3 separate regions of the Mus musculus genome follow, and all the other regions are linked to region 1. A link is a contact called in public Hi-C data. All regions are on one chromosome and are shown on one strand. The core of a region is the stretch at or near the end of the contact, and the rest is flanking DNA. Distances in the headings are between cores, read along the strand shown.

Region 1 (4,537 bases), core at 991-3,490:
TGAGGTCCTGTGCTCAGACCCCACCCAGTATGTGGAAGAGAATCTCCTACTGCTGCCTTTGGATCAAGATGTAGAACTCTTGGATCCTCCAGCACTGTGTCTGGCTAGATGGTGCCAAAGTCAGCCCCAACTTTAGCAATCAATCAGGTGAAAAGAGGCCTCTGAGCAAAAGCCACTAGTAGCTATCTGGAGAATGGAAGGGAAGGATGGGATGGATGGATGTTCCCACATCGCTGCCTCTGCCCTAGCTTTCCACTGCTATTTTGTAAGGAAGAAGTGTTTGATGATTGGCTTATCAGAGGCAGGAAAATCTGAAAGCTATGGCAACATACCACTACATATAGTACAGAATTTAACTGTATGAGAGTTCTTGAACTCTGAACAAAGAGAGAAATCCTTCCTGTCCTTTATGACTCCAAGTAACTAGGGTCTTAACAGAGAAATCATGTGTATGTGACCCTGTGACATGCAGAATTCTCTTAAGGAACCCCATAAGATGATGTGTTCCTGATTTGCTCATATAAGAGGTTCTCATAAATGTCTTATTCCATACCTGAACTACTAGTTTCCTTTCTAGTTGTTTGTATCAGGACCTCCAAAACCTGTGACATCACATAAGCGAGACATGCAGACCTGTTGCCAAGGCAACAGCCACCATATTCCCAGAATCCACTTGGCTCACTTCCCACCTTTACCTGTGTTACATTATCACCTATACATAAAGAAAGCCCCCCCCCCAATCTCTCTTTCTCTCTTTCCCCCTTCTCTGCCACCACCTTGCTCCTCTCTCTACCAATAAACCTCACATGGAACTGTGTGGCCTGGTGTGGTCCTTCTGAAGCCCCGAGACATTCAAGATCACAACACTAGTCGCTGTGATAAAATACCCTGAAAAGGCCACTGAGTGAGGAAGGGTTCATCTTAGTTCACAGTTCCATGTTATATGGTGATTGCTACAGGGAAGTCACGGCAGTGAGAACTTAAAATAGTTGATTATGTCATATCCACAACCAAGAGCAGAGAGAAATGGATGCATATATATACTCTCTGCTTATCTTCTCCTTGTTTGTACAACCCAAAGCCTAGAGACAGGAAAGAGTGTCACCCACACACCATTTAGGCTGGGCCTTCACACATCAATCCCCCAATCTGATGGATAGATAGTCCCTCATTAAGACCCCCTTCCCAGGTGATTCTCCATTGCATCCAATTAGTATTTAACCATCACAGGGACACCATATACCTTTGGAGGTGGCTCTCTAAGGCATGAGAGGAGCTATCTGCCATTGGTAATACTCTAAGAAAGACTCTGACCCAAATTTTCCTCTAGCATTGATCCCTGTTTCAGCCACCAAATTAAGTCTCTAACCAAATGAGTCTGAAGACAGCAGGGGCCAAACAAAAGCAATGTTATATAGACTTTCTGAAGAAACTGAGAAGCAAACCTAGAAGTGCTTCGTTTTTACATTTTTCTAAAACCTTTTTTTTTTTTTAATCACTGTTTTTGAAATGTCTAATTTGAAATGTGTGAGTGTGAACATTTGGGGGCTTGAAGTTTTGCCTATAACGGATGTTCCCACTTTCTTTTCTCTCTCTCTCTCCTCTCTCTCTCTCTCTCTCTCTCTCTTTTCTCTGTTGTTGTTGTTTCCTCTTTAGCTGCTGACTTTTTAAAGTTGGTTTTTTTTTTCATTTTTCTTTATTGCACATGCTCACATGCATGACTTTCAATATCAGCTACCTTTCCTTGATCAATCTTCCATTGCTTCTGGAGCTAGGATCTCTCATTGAACCTGTAGCTCTCCCATTTGCCCAGCCAGGCTGGCCAATGAGCTTCAGAAATCCACCTATCTCTACCCAAACCCCAAGGCTGGGGTCACAGGCACTCAGCAGCACACTGGATTAATCTGTTTCTCAAGAATAATTTGGATTCAGCTGTCTATCATGATACATTCAGTACTGTTAACAAATGTGTTTTCATAGGTGGATAATGAACAAAGAAACAATTTAGGGTTTCTTTCTGGGTCTTTGCTAAGAATAAAGTGATTAAGAGTTTAAATCCCAGCTGACACAGGCAGTTCTATATTCAGTCAACACGAATTTGTTCTTTGTTTGATGAGGGAAACTACAGGAAAAGCTTGGAGTACTCTGTTCTTGCCGTTCCTTGTGGTGTTTACACAGCCCCAGAGCCAGAGGCAGCAGGAGTGAGTCAGACAGCAGTCGCCTATCACGTGCTGAGCATTACAGGACAGTCTGACTGGGGACAAGGCTGCTGGAACTCCACCACCTGCTGGACAGACCAGAGGGAACAGCAAAGAAACGACCCAAAACTGCCAGTTGACAGCAACTGGTCCTCTGAGGAAAGGATTTTCACTTCAACCAGGACATTTTTCTCCTTCTTGCGTGAGAAGTATTCCACCACACGTAATCTAGGGGAAGCGGAGAATGGGGCGGTCTTCAGCTACCAACAGCAGCAGAAAACCTCCCATATTTTTCAAGCATGACAGAGGAAAGGTTAGAATGGACTTTAACCAGTAGGTCCCTGGTGCCTGCCAATGCTCTGCAAATATAACCCACACACACTGCCAATATTAATTCAGCAACAGTTTTTTTGAGTAGCTGATCCCTGTGGCAGCTGTGAACTGGGGCAGCCGCCAAGAGTACTGGAATTACCTGAGAGACATCCCAGAAGCCCAGGGAACAGTGCAAGGGTGGAGGTGGGCAAGCCCATTATTTAAAGGCTTAGCAGCTAAATTGGAAGATCTGTGACCCCCCATCCTTAGATTTAAAGGGACAACACAGACTAGCTAGGGATTCTGCTATTTAAAGGTATAAAAAGCCCCAAAACAGATATCCCAGGCTACTCATGGGAACATAACAATGTCATCTTTTAAATATTTTTCTTTCTGCCTGGGATGTGTGGGGCATACAAAGTGGAATCATAAAAATTAAAAAGTTACTCTAATCCCTTAGAATTCATAGCTTTCCCTTATTTTACCCTCCTGTGCCTGGAAATGGGTCTTTAACCTTCTTTACGAATGAAGGCACTGGCTCTTGGGGCTGCTCAAGGCTATCCAGTTAATAAGTGACAGAAATCACAGATCTAGGTCTGACCCTAAGCCAGTAACCTTTCTTGGTGCTTCACTTCCTTCACAGAGATGAGGTGAGTGTCCCTCCCACACTCTCAGCAAAGAGGCCCTGTCTAGATACAGAAATTACCTGCTGTGCCTGTAAGTGACTGCCTTCACTGCTTTTCTACCACAAGACATTGCTCACACTGTCCTCCTTATGCAATGGCTTGCTGTGACTGTGGAGTAGTTTTATTGTTTTGTTTTGATTTTGATTTTTTTTTTTTTCTGTTTGGGATCACACTGGCCAGCTGGCTCATGTTCAGACCAAGCCATCCAACTGTGCTTGACTGAGAGGCTGTAGTCCCCACTCAACAAACACTCTGAGGTTACTGTAGTCACTTAAGCCAAGGTTATCCAGTCAGTCTGTGGGTATTTAATAAGCACCACTACCTTCCTCTGGGCCAGCCTCTTCTCTCCTCCACCATATGTGTGGGGTTTCTCCAAACATGATTCAGATCTAGTCACTCCTCGCCTTAACAGCGCCCCTGCATCTTCGCAGTGAAGATAAGACTTGTCACTCAGGTCTGCCCATGTGGCTCTGGACTAGAAGTAAACTGAGATCCTGAATCAGAGCTCGTTTGTTTTGATAGAGCTTCGAGAGTAAAAACTTCTGCCTGCCTTGTCTGTGCAAATCACGAGAGCCTAGGTCTCCTCCTCGCCCCAAGACAGGGAAGTGTAGGCCTACAGGGCCCTGACACCGCCAGCGTTCATGTGTTAAAGTTGGCTGTGAATTTCCTGGTGGCCAAGGGAAAAAGGAAAACAGACACATTATCTGCATTTTTGTTAACAGAAAAAATAAAACTTACAAAGCCTCTTACTTATGAGACAGTCTTAATATTTTTATGTTACTATTTTATATTCTTCACATCCTTAATTGTAAAATTACTACATATTTTTGCTACCAAAATCAAATAGCATAAATATCTACAGAACAAAATGTATACATTTCTCTTATCTAAATCTACTTCCCCTTCTCCAGGAGACAAAAATCCCTTGTCTTAGTCAGGGTTTCTATTCCTGCACAAACATCATGACCAAGAAGCAAGTTGGGGAGGATAGGGTTTATTCGGCTTACACTTCCATACTGCTGTTCATCACCAAAGGAAGTCAGGACTGGAACTCAAGCAGGTCAGAAAGCAGGAGATGATGCAGAGGCCATGGAGGGATGTTCTTTACTGGCTTGCTTCCCCTGGCTTGCTCAGCCTGCTCTCTTATAGAACCAAGGCTACCAGCCCAGAGATGGTCCCACCCACAAGGGGCCTTTCCCCCTTAATCACTAATTGAGAAAATGCCTGACAGTTGTATCTCATGGAGGCATTTCCTCAACTGAAGGTCCTTTCTCTGTGATAACTCCAGCTGTGTCAAGTTGACACAAAACTAGCCAGTACATCCCTATACAAATTATTTCT
Region 2 (4,961 bases), core at 2,315-4,814, 150 kb after region 1:
ATACTGGGAATAACAGCCAATGTAGTCCCTTGACTTTCTCACACACGGGTATGCCCATGTGCCAACACACACTCACATACATGTGGATGTGTGAGCACATGCATTTGCACAAATTTTTAATATGGTGCTGGAGAGACAGCTCAGCGGTTAAGAGCACTTGTTGCTCTTGCAAAGGACCTGGCTTTGGTTTCCAGCACCCACCTGGAGCCATATTTAACTCCGGCTCCACAGAATGAGATAATGTCTTTTGACCCTCACTGTCACCATGATCCCACTCATACATGCAAGCAAAACACTTACACACATAAAATAAAATAAATTAAAAATCAGACTCTGACCTGTATGATACCAGATAGAGGCCACAACTAACCTTGAAGAGGCAGCTCTTCTTCATATTTCAACCTACAGAGAAGACGAGCATCTTTTGCACTGTGGTTTCTAGTGAATGGATGAATCTGCCAAAGCCGAGAGGCTCCCTGACTTGTTGGCAGTGTGTGACCCATCTGTAGCTCATCGGCATGCCAGACCACCCCAGTTGAGATGGCTGCAGGAGGTAACTGGGCCTCTGTCACCACTGAGGTCTTGGGGCCTATAGAAAGCAGGCTTCTAATGAGCACAAGCACACACTTTTCGCTGCATTTTTACATTTCCCAACTGCCTTCCTGACCTCACGCACACATCCTATGATATGGCAATTAATTGTTCTCTGCAGCTCAACAGCATTGGTGTGCACAGCCATCAATGTGGTAGTGCTTTGTTTCTGATTTAATCAGCAGCCAGCCGCCCCCACCCCCCACCCCCAACAACAACAACAACAAAAATAGGCGAAACCAGCCAGCTGCAGACCCAGCTGTCAGCTCCCACCCCACCCCCACCCCCTTCCCACACACAAACGCATTCAGGGAGCCCAGCCAGCGTCCAGAGAACGTCGCTGTCACATCTCTTCCTTTTCTCCTCGTCACAATTGACAGGCTGGGGAGGGGAGGACACTGGGCTTGGGCTTGGCAGCAGGGTAGGAAGCTCCTGTTAACAGCCTGCTTTCCTGTTTATATGCAGACTGGCAAACTGTTAATTTCTCTTATGGGAGTGACAAACTGGGAGACCTAGGACTGGCGAGGAGAGGCGCGGGAACAGCAGGAGCGCTGTTGAAGCTGGGTCAAGAGGCTGGAAATGGGCGGGCAGGGAGCCCTTGCCTCCCTCGGGCCCACCACTGAGGATCTCTGCCCTTGGCTGTCCACACTTCCCCTGCTGTGCTGCCCCCACACAGTGCCCTTGGAGGCAGGCCATGAAGTCCCAAGGGACTGAAACCTATTTCACCAGAGTATCTGCTTAGGACCTGTGGGTTCCTGTCCTCTGCCAGCCAGCCGCAAGCAAACAGCCCTGATCTGGCTATCAGCAGAAACCATCGAGGGACTACACTCAGCTCAGCAGCCCCTTCCCATTGTTTCCCCCTGTCATCCTCATGCCTAGGTAGTGGCTCTCGATTCACTGCACAGGGACTTTACATAGTCCTTTACATAGGTGGGGCCAAGGCACTTGATCTTTTTTTTTTCCAAATGATTATGATGAGCAGCAGGGTAGAAAGATGATGTAAAGATAGGTTGTTGTTATTCATTTCATTATCATCGTTTTATAGTACAAAGACTGTTTCCAAGACCAGTGGGGTGGTAAATAAGGGCCAAGGATGAGTAGAAGGAGGAAATCACCTATCAGAGCCTCCTGCTAGGCTGAATGGCCAGGGTCTCCTTGTTAGCCTGTAGGCATAGGGGAGTGTTCTGAGATATGGGACATAAAGACCTGTGCTGGGCAACTCTATCAAGCTTCCAGCCCCAGAGCACTCCAATCTGCCCTCAGCCTGGTTTCCCAGGATCACAGAGCTTCTCAGAGGCAGGCACAGGGACCTTACCCTACTGTCTCACCACCTAGCTCCAGATTTATTGTCTCCTGTTGAATTCCGCTAAGGTCCCACCTGCTACCATCTTTGCAGGAATGCCACCAAGCTTCCTGGCCTGTAGAAAGACTCAGAGAGAAGAGCAGACTGTGGGTGAGCCCTGGGAGAGTGGTCACAGGCCATGGACATAAGACACTGTGACTGCAAACATTTTAGAGCTGTACTTGCCAGATGTAGGTCACATTTAAATATCCCTATACACCTAATTGTATTATTAAAGAAATGGACTTAAAAAAACCAACTATTTTGGAAGTTTTGATTACTATTAAAAGAAAATCAGGATTTTTCTTTTCTTTTCTTCCCCCCACCCCCTTTTCTTGATTTCACACGGAAGAAGTAAAGTAAGGATCTTTCTGAGAGTTCTTGAGACCTGACAGGTGGCTCATCCAAAAAACCACCAATGAAGGCCACTCCTTTCCAACAACCTCTCTGTCTTCAGTATGACAACCCCAGGCCACTGAAGTTCCCAATCCTTCTGTACACCTGCCGTGAGGTGCCCACCTCCACCCCCACTTCTACACTTTCTGAAGTGATCAGCCTAGGTCTAGACCTCTCCCTTAGTACACGTTTCCAAAGCAAGCAAAAGCTTTCCCACACAACCAAGCATGCCTTTCTGATCCCTTTTGGATGTTAACAGATAACTAAGTCCGTTCCTTTTCTGCTATGTTCTCTGTCTACTGGGCTCCAGCCCTTGCTTCCTGAAACTGTCTGAAAATGTGTGGCCATTGTCTGTCCACCTGCTCATCACCATGCACCATCACAAGGTATGGGTGTGCCCAATGTGTGCTAGGATAGGTATGAGGCAGATGTCTAGTCAGCAAAAGACCCTCAGAAGGCCGTGACACTCCCAGCAGCTGGCCCGGTGGGGACGGGGTGGAGTTGGACTGGTTCTCTGACATGCTGTCCCTAGTGCTGTGTAGGGAGACATCCTTCTGGAACTCTCAGGATTGAAGGTTGTCTATTGCCCGTGCTGCCAGCTCTACTATATTTGCAACTTGGTAGGTCCGTGTTCAGGCAGAACCTGGAGTCTGCTACCTGGGTCTGGCTGTGAGGCAAGCCAGTGTTTGGTTTTTCATCCAGAAAGGGAACTTGGTGGTAGCATCTCAGCCCACCAAGGGGATCCTGTTTAAGTAGTTAGGGCCTGGCATAGCATGATGATGCCCGTTTTGCCTAACGACCTTTTGATGGAGAAGGCAGGTCTGAAAAGGTTGACTTTCTTTGCAATTCTGGGCTAAGGCTCAGTGCTAAGAACACATACCTGCATTCCACATAGCGTGCATGATCCTCACTGTAATAGCTGAGATCTTAAAGTTCTGAGGCCAGCCCTGTAAGCAACCTGAAGCTGTAAGACTAGGAATTCCAGGTATGCAAAAGACCCCAGATACGACCTCCCACCTGCAGAAGTGCACATCCAAAAAAAAAAAAAAAAAAAAGTGGTTTTTGCCTTTAAAAGCCACTCCTCCTTTTTGCTGGACCTCAGTCTCCAATCCAAACAAGGCGACTGGTCAGCTGCAGCTTAAATAAAATTTAACCAAGTTAAATTCAGTAAAGCTGGGCAGTGGTGGCACAAGCCTTTAAAGAACTTGGAAGGCAGAGGCAGGCAGATCCTGAGTTCTCGGCCAATCAGGTCTACAGAGTGATTTCCAGGACAGAGAGACCTTATCTTGAAACACTCAGTACTGCAGATTGCTACCCTCTACAGTCTGTTTAGCATGTTTAGTGGGTTTTAATATGTTAGTCTAGATGCCTCTGTGTGCTTCTTGTCAGGGTCTTGACACCAGTAATTCTGTTGTGAGCATTTTCTCAATTTGCCAAAGATGTCTAATGTAATTCTTGGCATCCATTGGGTGACACACTAGAAACTGGAAAAATCCAAAATCAACCACCCCATTGCCCAGTGGTATGTTAATTAATATCATATAATATTAATCTAGAAATATTTTGAGTGGATAGACCAGACAGCAGACCAGACCAAGGTGGTTCCACATGGGAGAGGTTTGGGGGCAGCGAAGCAGGTAGAAGGGCAGAGAAAAGGAAAAAGAGAGAAAGGAAGAGGTGACTTCCTAATTTATATAGAAAATGATGTCATGCCAGTGAGGGTGGGAACTGAGCCAAATGGGTTGTGGGATTGAGGGTCGTTGTCCTGGCAACGCAGGTCAAGGGTCACATTGTTAGGCCGAGGCTTGGAGTGTCCTGGTACTAACACCCAGTGCCCAGAAATAACCCTGAAGAGTCCCTGATGGTCCTGGAATTTTGGTCAACTGGAAAAGGAGGTTGTCAGCTAGCAGATCTTCCAGCCCTAAGCTCAGTCAGCTCTGTGAGGCTTGGAGTAAATCCAAATAGCTTTATTTGGGAGCCAGACAGGAAAGGTTCCAGCCAGACCCAATGAGTACACATCCTTCACACACTGGGTTTATTCTTTAGTAGTGAACTAAAATCGTTCTGAGCCCAATGTCTGCAGGAATAAAATGGACAAGGACTGTGAAGGAGCTGTCGTGTGGGCTGCAGGCCCTGAGGCTCTGCCGAGGCTTCCCATGGCCACGTCTTTTTACTAAAGAGGACTATTTGTGGAATCATTTGGATCCCACTGACAGTCTGGCACTTTTGCTAGAAAATGTACAGAGCTCTCTTTGAGACAGGATCTTGACATGGCCCTGACTGGACTGGAACCTGCTGTGTGGAGAGGCTGGCTTCAAGCTGATGGCAAGCTTCCTGCCTCTGTCTTCCAAATGCTGGGATTACAAGGTACACCACACCTGACAGCCCTGCAAAGGTTAGCTTGTTCTATGCAAATGTTTGAAAAGCCTGCATAAATAATCAATGAGCCAAACTATCCCCACATTCCATAAAGAACTCCAAATTCCTCCAGATTTCCTGAAAGAAAAAAAAATCTGTACTCCCTCCATATCCTCAGTTACCCGATGCTGGGGCTAAAACTTCACCAAGCTCTGCTTAGGGGCCTGGGGCTTCAGACTGCTCCACCCCCACCCCACCCCAACCCCCTCCAGCA
Region 3 (5,053 bases), core at 1,904-4,403, 170 kb before region 1:
GTGTTGCCCTGCCTCACCTCAAGTTTAAAGTACCAAATCCAGCCACCCTTGAATTGAAACAGAAGCCCTAAGCTTATGTAAATCTTTCCTTGCTTAGAAGGGAAAAATAAAATGAAGGAGAAATAAAGACTTTCTTAAACAAAATTTGAAAAGTTATTTTTGTTTAAAGTGGGATCACTGGCTTTCAAGGTATGTTCAAGGAAAGTAGAATAGCACACATTTGAAACCAAAATTTACAAAAAGGAAAAAAGATGAAGGCAAAATAGAAACTTTTATTCTTAATTGGTTTAACAGGTGAGTTTATTCAAAACAATGTATTTAATTACATCTGCTTTTGTGATACATCTGCTTTTGTGATATGTGATACATACATATGTTCATAAGGACTTGTACATATGTAAAATGCCTGGCAGCAATGTTAAGAGGAATAGCAAAGAAGAATTAATATTTTATTTTATTCTCAAGTTCTCAGACTAGCTATGAAACATATGAAAGTGACCCTGGATTAGCTGGCACTGTGCACCGCTAACTCTAGATCCTGAAAAATGGGAAACAGAAGAACAGCTCTAAGGTAAAGGAGGAAAGAACCACCACAATGCTCAGTGAAGGTCAAACAGAGGGGCCAAAGAGGTGGCCAGGCGCTAGAGAATCTGGGGTCGATTCCAAGCACATGCATGGCTGCTAACAACCATCTATAACTCCAGCTCCAGGGGACCCAGTGCCCAGACAGTGTACAGACACACCTGGGGCAACACACTCATACACATAAAACAATAATTCAAGAAAATACATCTGACATAATCTGACACCTATTATATGATAATTAAAAAAAAAACAAGTTCACAGCTAACTTGGTATATAAAGAAACTTTATTTGATTACACACAGACACATATACACACACATACACACACACAGAGATGCACATACACACACAGAGAAGCATGCACACATGCACAGAGCTAGCATTATACTCAATAGATAAAACTAGGAACAAGGCAAGCCAGCCCCTATTGCTCTTCAACTCTGCAGGAAGTACTGTGGAATCCAGGACAATGGACAGTGATAAGGTTTCCATAGGGCAGATCACAGTTAGTGAGCTGGGTGGAGTCTTAGGGGCTCTTTGACCCCTACTGCACACACAGTGCTGACAATGCTTATAACTGGATTATTTTCTTCCAATGTGCATAATACATTAAACATAGGCTCCTTTCATGCTAAAAGAATGTCAAAATTACCCACCAAGTACTTTATTTCATCAAACTATCTTCTACTCTTCTCTGCTTGGCTGAAAATTACCCTTCAAAAGTTGAACTCAGTAGAAAGCAACATATTCATGTCTAATAACTATTATATCTATTCTGTTAGATACATTAGGAAACACCATAGGAAATGAGAAAATATAGCAAAATTCTTCTCCTTTATTCCTAGAAATTAATTGTTGAAGTCCTGTTCCTTTCTTTTAGGAAATGCTAAACTAAGTAATTTAAGTTATTTTACTTCAAGCAGTGCATAAAGGAACTTTACTTGTCTGCTCTCCACAGGAAGCACATGACCAGTCAGTAAAATCACTCTCTGAAAAGTTTAGTCAAAGGTAAGGAGAAATAAAATACACATGAAAGGATCAAAGGTGGGCTGGAGAGATAGCTCAGCCGTTAAGAGCACTGACTGCTCTTAACCTGAGTTCAAATCCCAGCAACTACATGGTGGCTCACAATCATCTGTAATGAGATCTGATGCCCTCTTCTGGTGTGTCTGAGGACAGCAACAGTGTACTTAATAATAATAATAATTACCATTATTATTATTAATAAATAAATCTTTGGGCCGGAGCAAGCGGGGTTGACCGGAGCAAGCAGGGAAAAAAAAAAAAAAGGATCAAATGTGGGGCTCCAAAATCAAACTTCACGGGCAGCACCAAATTAACCTTTAAAGAGAGACAGACCAAGGTAAGCCTTCCCCAGCAACTAGTTACACGCTCATAGTCTACCTTTTCTCCTTTCCAGTCTTCTTGGAATTGTTTTATTAAAAGAATAAAAAAGGAAACTTAATTATACTATCACAGAAGGCACAGAAATTTAAAAACCAAAATTATTTTACTCAGAATGTAAGATACATATAACCTTTAGGACCCATCCTGGCACATGAGTATCACAGTCAAATAATTACCAATCCAAATATATTTGAAATTCCTAAAAAGTTGGTGTTTCAGAAAGTATTTTTTCATGTTTAAATAATCCATGTCTTGCCAAAAAGACACATTATTTTTAAGATCATATCAAAGCTCTCAATCCCACAGTCTAAAATACATTTAAGTTTCTGTGCAAAATAAGAATGTCAGGGTACTATCCAACATAGGGATATAATTTTTCTCAAAAGTTTTAAAAATATGACAAATTAAGTATAAATTACACATTTGAGTTAAAGACCCTCAGTGAAAGAGAAGCATTATGGGCCATCTGGCATCGAAGCATGCTGAGTACTCTGACTGGGTAAGGTTGCCTAGAAACTGAAGCTGGCTCTACAGGTCAACTCCCATCTATAAAAATAATTCATTTCAGCTGGGCAGTGACAGCGCACACCTTTGTTCCAGCACTCTGGGGACAGAGGCAGGTGAATCTCTTGAGCAGAGCTACAGAGAGAAACCTGTCTCAAAAGAAACAATAAACAGATGAATAAATTATGAGGACTAAAGACTGAGAAACAGGGATGGACGTCAAACTATAGGCCTACTCTTTGTACCGTGACAATAATCCAAACTGCACACACAGCACCAAATTAATCTTTAAAGATAAGACAAAACAATCAGGAAAACAAGTGAGAGTCATTACACACAGAAAAAGTGTTTGACAAAATCCAATACCCCTTCATGATAAGAACTCTCAGCCAACCGGGAATAAAGGAAAACGTGCTCATCTTAGTAAAGAACATCTACAAACAAACAAAAACAAAACAAACAAACAAAATCTTACAGTTAACAGGAACTAGGGGAATAAACCTTTAAAAAGAATAGTTCTTACTTTGGAAAACACATTAAAAGTTCACTAAGTTATGAACAAACCTACCTGTGCTTCAGATTAAAGAGAAGCCCAGATTCTGAGACTAGCTGGAAAAGTAAGACATGCGCATTGTTCCCACAGAAGTGCAAACAGTAGCCTCACGTGCAGAAGTTTGGCAGACAACATTTAACCAAGTTACAGACATGAGCATCAGCAGTACCTGCTCAGTCATGTGACTTCTAACACACATACATCACACATACAAACCCAGGCAAGGTCTGAAGAACTCTAAGAGATTAAACAACGACACACATAACCCTAGACTGGTCTTACAAACAACAACAACAACAACAACAACAACAACAACAACAAAACTTTTTTTCTAAACAGAATTACTGGAATAATTAAGGACTCAAAATTAGGACAATAATAAATTAATCAATACCACTAGGTAAATGCTAATTTCCTAATAACTGTTGCTGGCTGAGTTTATTCATGAATGTTTAACTAGAGGCATGGGATATTTGAACTAGAGAATGGGATAGGTACATGCCTCCAGAATTTTATTAGTTCTGTGGTGGATTTGACATGTTCACACTTTTTTTATACTTCAAATAAACAGAACAAAATTCCTCTCCTTAGTACACGTGGGATTTAGTGACCAGTTTTTAGTGACTACTATATGGAAAGGCAAATGATTAACCTTACAGCAAAGAAATCCTGTAACTGGGGACATAAGCCAGTGCCAGAATGCTAACTACAGACAACAGACCGGAGGGCTACGGGAAGCATAAAGGACAGACACATTGGCACCTACTGCCGGCTCTCAAACCTTCTGGTTTTCAGGGACAATTTCTTTCTTCATAGATTCCCCAACCCCCAAGCCAAAGCAAGCACTGAGCCACTTGCTTACTACATAGTCAGGCCCAAACCACCTAAGAGGATGTTGGTCCCAAAAGCTCACTCATGTTGGCAATGGAAAACTTCTCAAACCCAGTCATCAGACTGGCCACTGTCTCCCTTGTATCCTGTTCCCCTCAGATTTTCACGACACCTGCTTTTTTTCAAAGTCCCAACTTTGCAAAAATGTAGAATTGTTGAAAGGAGTGCAGCAAACTAACATTAAAGCTGAACCAGTTAAAGATGCCTGCCACCAAGTCAACAACTTGTGTTTGTTGTGGGATCCCAAAGGAAGAACTGAGTCCACGAGGTCTCTGATCCCTACTCACGAATGCACTGCGCACACTCACACACACAAAAGCTGAACTTGCTCAAGCTTCTGTGTGGCACATTTTTAAGTATTTCTTTGGTACACCCTTTGAGTTCAGTGCAATATTCCTGGAGGCTGACACCACAGCGAAACCCAACTGCACATAAAGAATACTTCCAAGGAGAAAGAAAAAGGCAAAAGGCAAAGGGCAGAGCCAGGGGCAGTCCAGCTGCACCTGAAGTATAGCAACAATGTAGTATAGCAACAATGTAGTATAGCAACAATGTAGTATAGCAACAATGTAGTATAGCAACAATGTAGTATAGCAACAATGTAGTATAGCAACAATGTAGTATAGCAACAATGTAGTATAGCAACAATGTAGCGCTCGCAAATTCTCAACCTAAGTGAGCAAAAATCTCACCCTCAGCAATTTCTCAACAGCCTCTGCCTATATGGAAGAGAGCAACTAAAATCAGTCTTTAAATCAATCCATGAACCTGATCAAATGCTTATATTAATTCTGACAGGTGTACAGATAGCAAAGCTAAAATATACTGAATTTCACATTTTTTTAAATAAAAAAAAAAAAAATCACCAATTTGCCGAACCATAGCAGGGACAATTCTAACCCTTAATTTGCAAATATTTCTGGAGTAGCAACAGGAGGTGTCACCCAGGGTCTGGCAAAGCTTTCCTGCAGCAAAGAGCTGGAGAAAGAATAAAATGCAGGAGATGTAAGGCTCAATTTGATGCTTATTGGCAATTTGGAATCCTGAGAAACACAGAATTACAGCACTCACCCTGCAAGGCAGACAGGGACTCGGACTATCAGGACAGCCATT

The links. A called contact is a pair of places that touch in the nucleus more often than the background predicts.
Region 2: a contact with region 1 is called in a Hi-C map of liver, with 2.8 times the contacts expected there. The contact joins two enhancer-like sites. A contact is called at or near these places in 5 of 484 Hi-C or Micro-C datasets (the HL-1 cell line, liver and uterus).
Region 3: a contact with region 1 is called in a Hi-C map of liver, with 2.0 times the contacts expected there. The contact joins two enhancer-like sites. A contact is called at or near these places in 1 of 15 datasets of contacts at CTCF or cohesin (the NIH/3T3 cell line), 1 of 484 Hi-C or Micro-C datasets (liver) and 1 of 115 datasets of contacts at active chromatin or transcription factors (vascular smooth muscle cells).

The regions. Positions count from the first base shown.
Region 1 is chr11:22,435,466-22,440,002 of GRCm38.p6, forward strand. All of the region lies in intron 2 of Gm39609 (a long non-coding RNA gene), which reads right to left. Among named protein-coding and RNA genes, the nearest start is that of Gm39609, 5.6 kb to the right of the region's middle. Within about 2 kb of position 2,241, at least 152 of the 459 cell types and tissues checked have an H3K27ac peak or open chromatin away from gene starts, as enhancers often do. A contact at or near this core is called in liver and uterus, where this site is marked.
Region 2 is chr11:22,583,662-22,588,622 of GRCm38.p6, forward strand. It overlaps Gm51939 (a long non-coding RNA gene), which reads right to left and starts at 786. Exons shown (of 3, transcript XR_003949864.1): 1 at 371-786. Within about 2 kb of position 3,565, at least 92 of the 459 cell types and tissues checked have an H3K27ac peak or open chromatin away from gene starts, as enhancers often do. A contact at or near this core is called in liver and uterus, where this site is marked.
Region 3 is chr11:22,266,143-22,271,195 of GRCm38.p6, forward strand. All of the region lies in intron 2 of Ehbp1 (EH domain binding protein 1), which reads right to left. Among named protein-coding and RNA genes, the nearest start is that of Ehbp1, 18 kb to the right of the region's middle. Within about 2 kb of position 3,154, at least 10 of the 459 cell types and tissues checked have an H3K27ac peak or open chromatin away from gene starts, as enhancers often do. A contact at or near this core is called in liver, where this site is marked.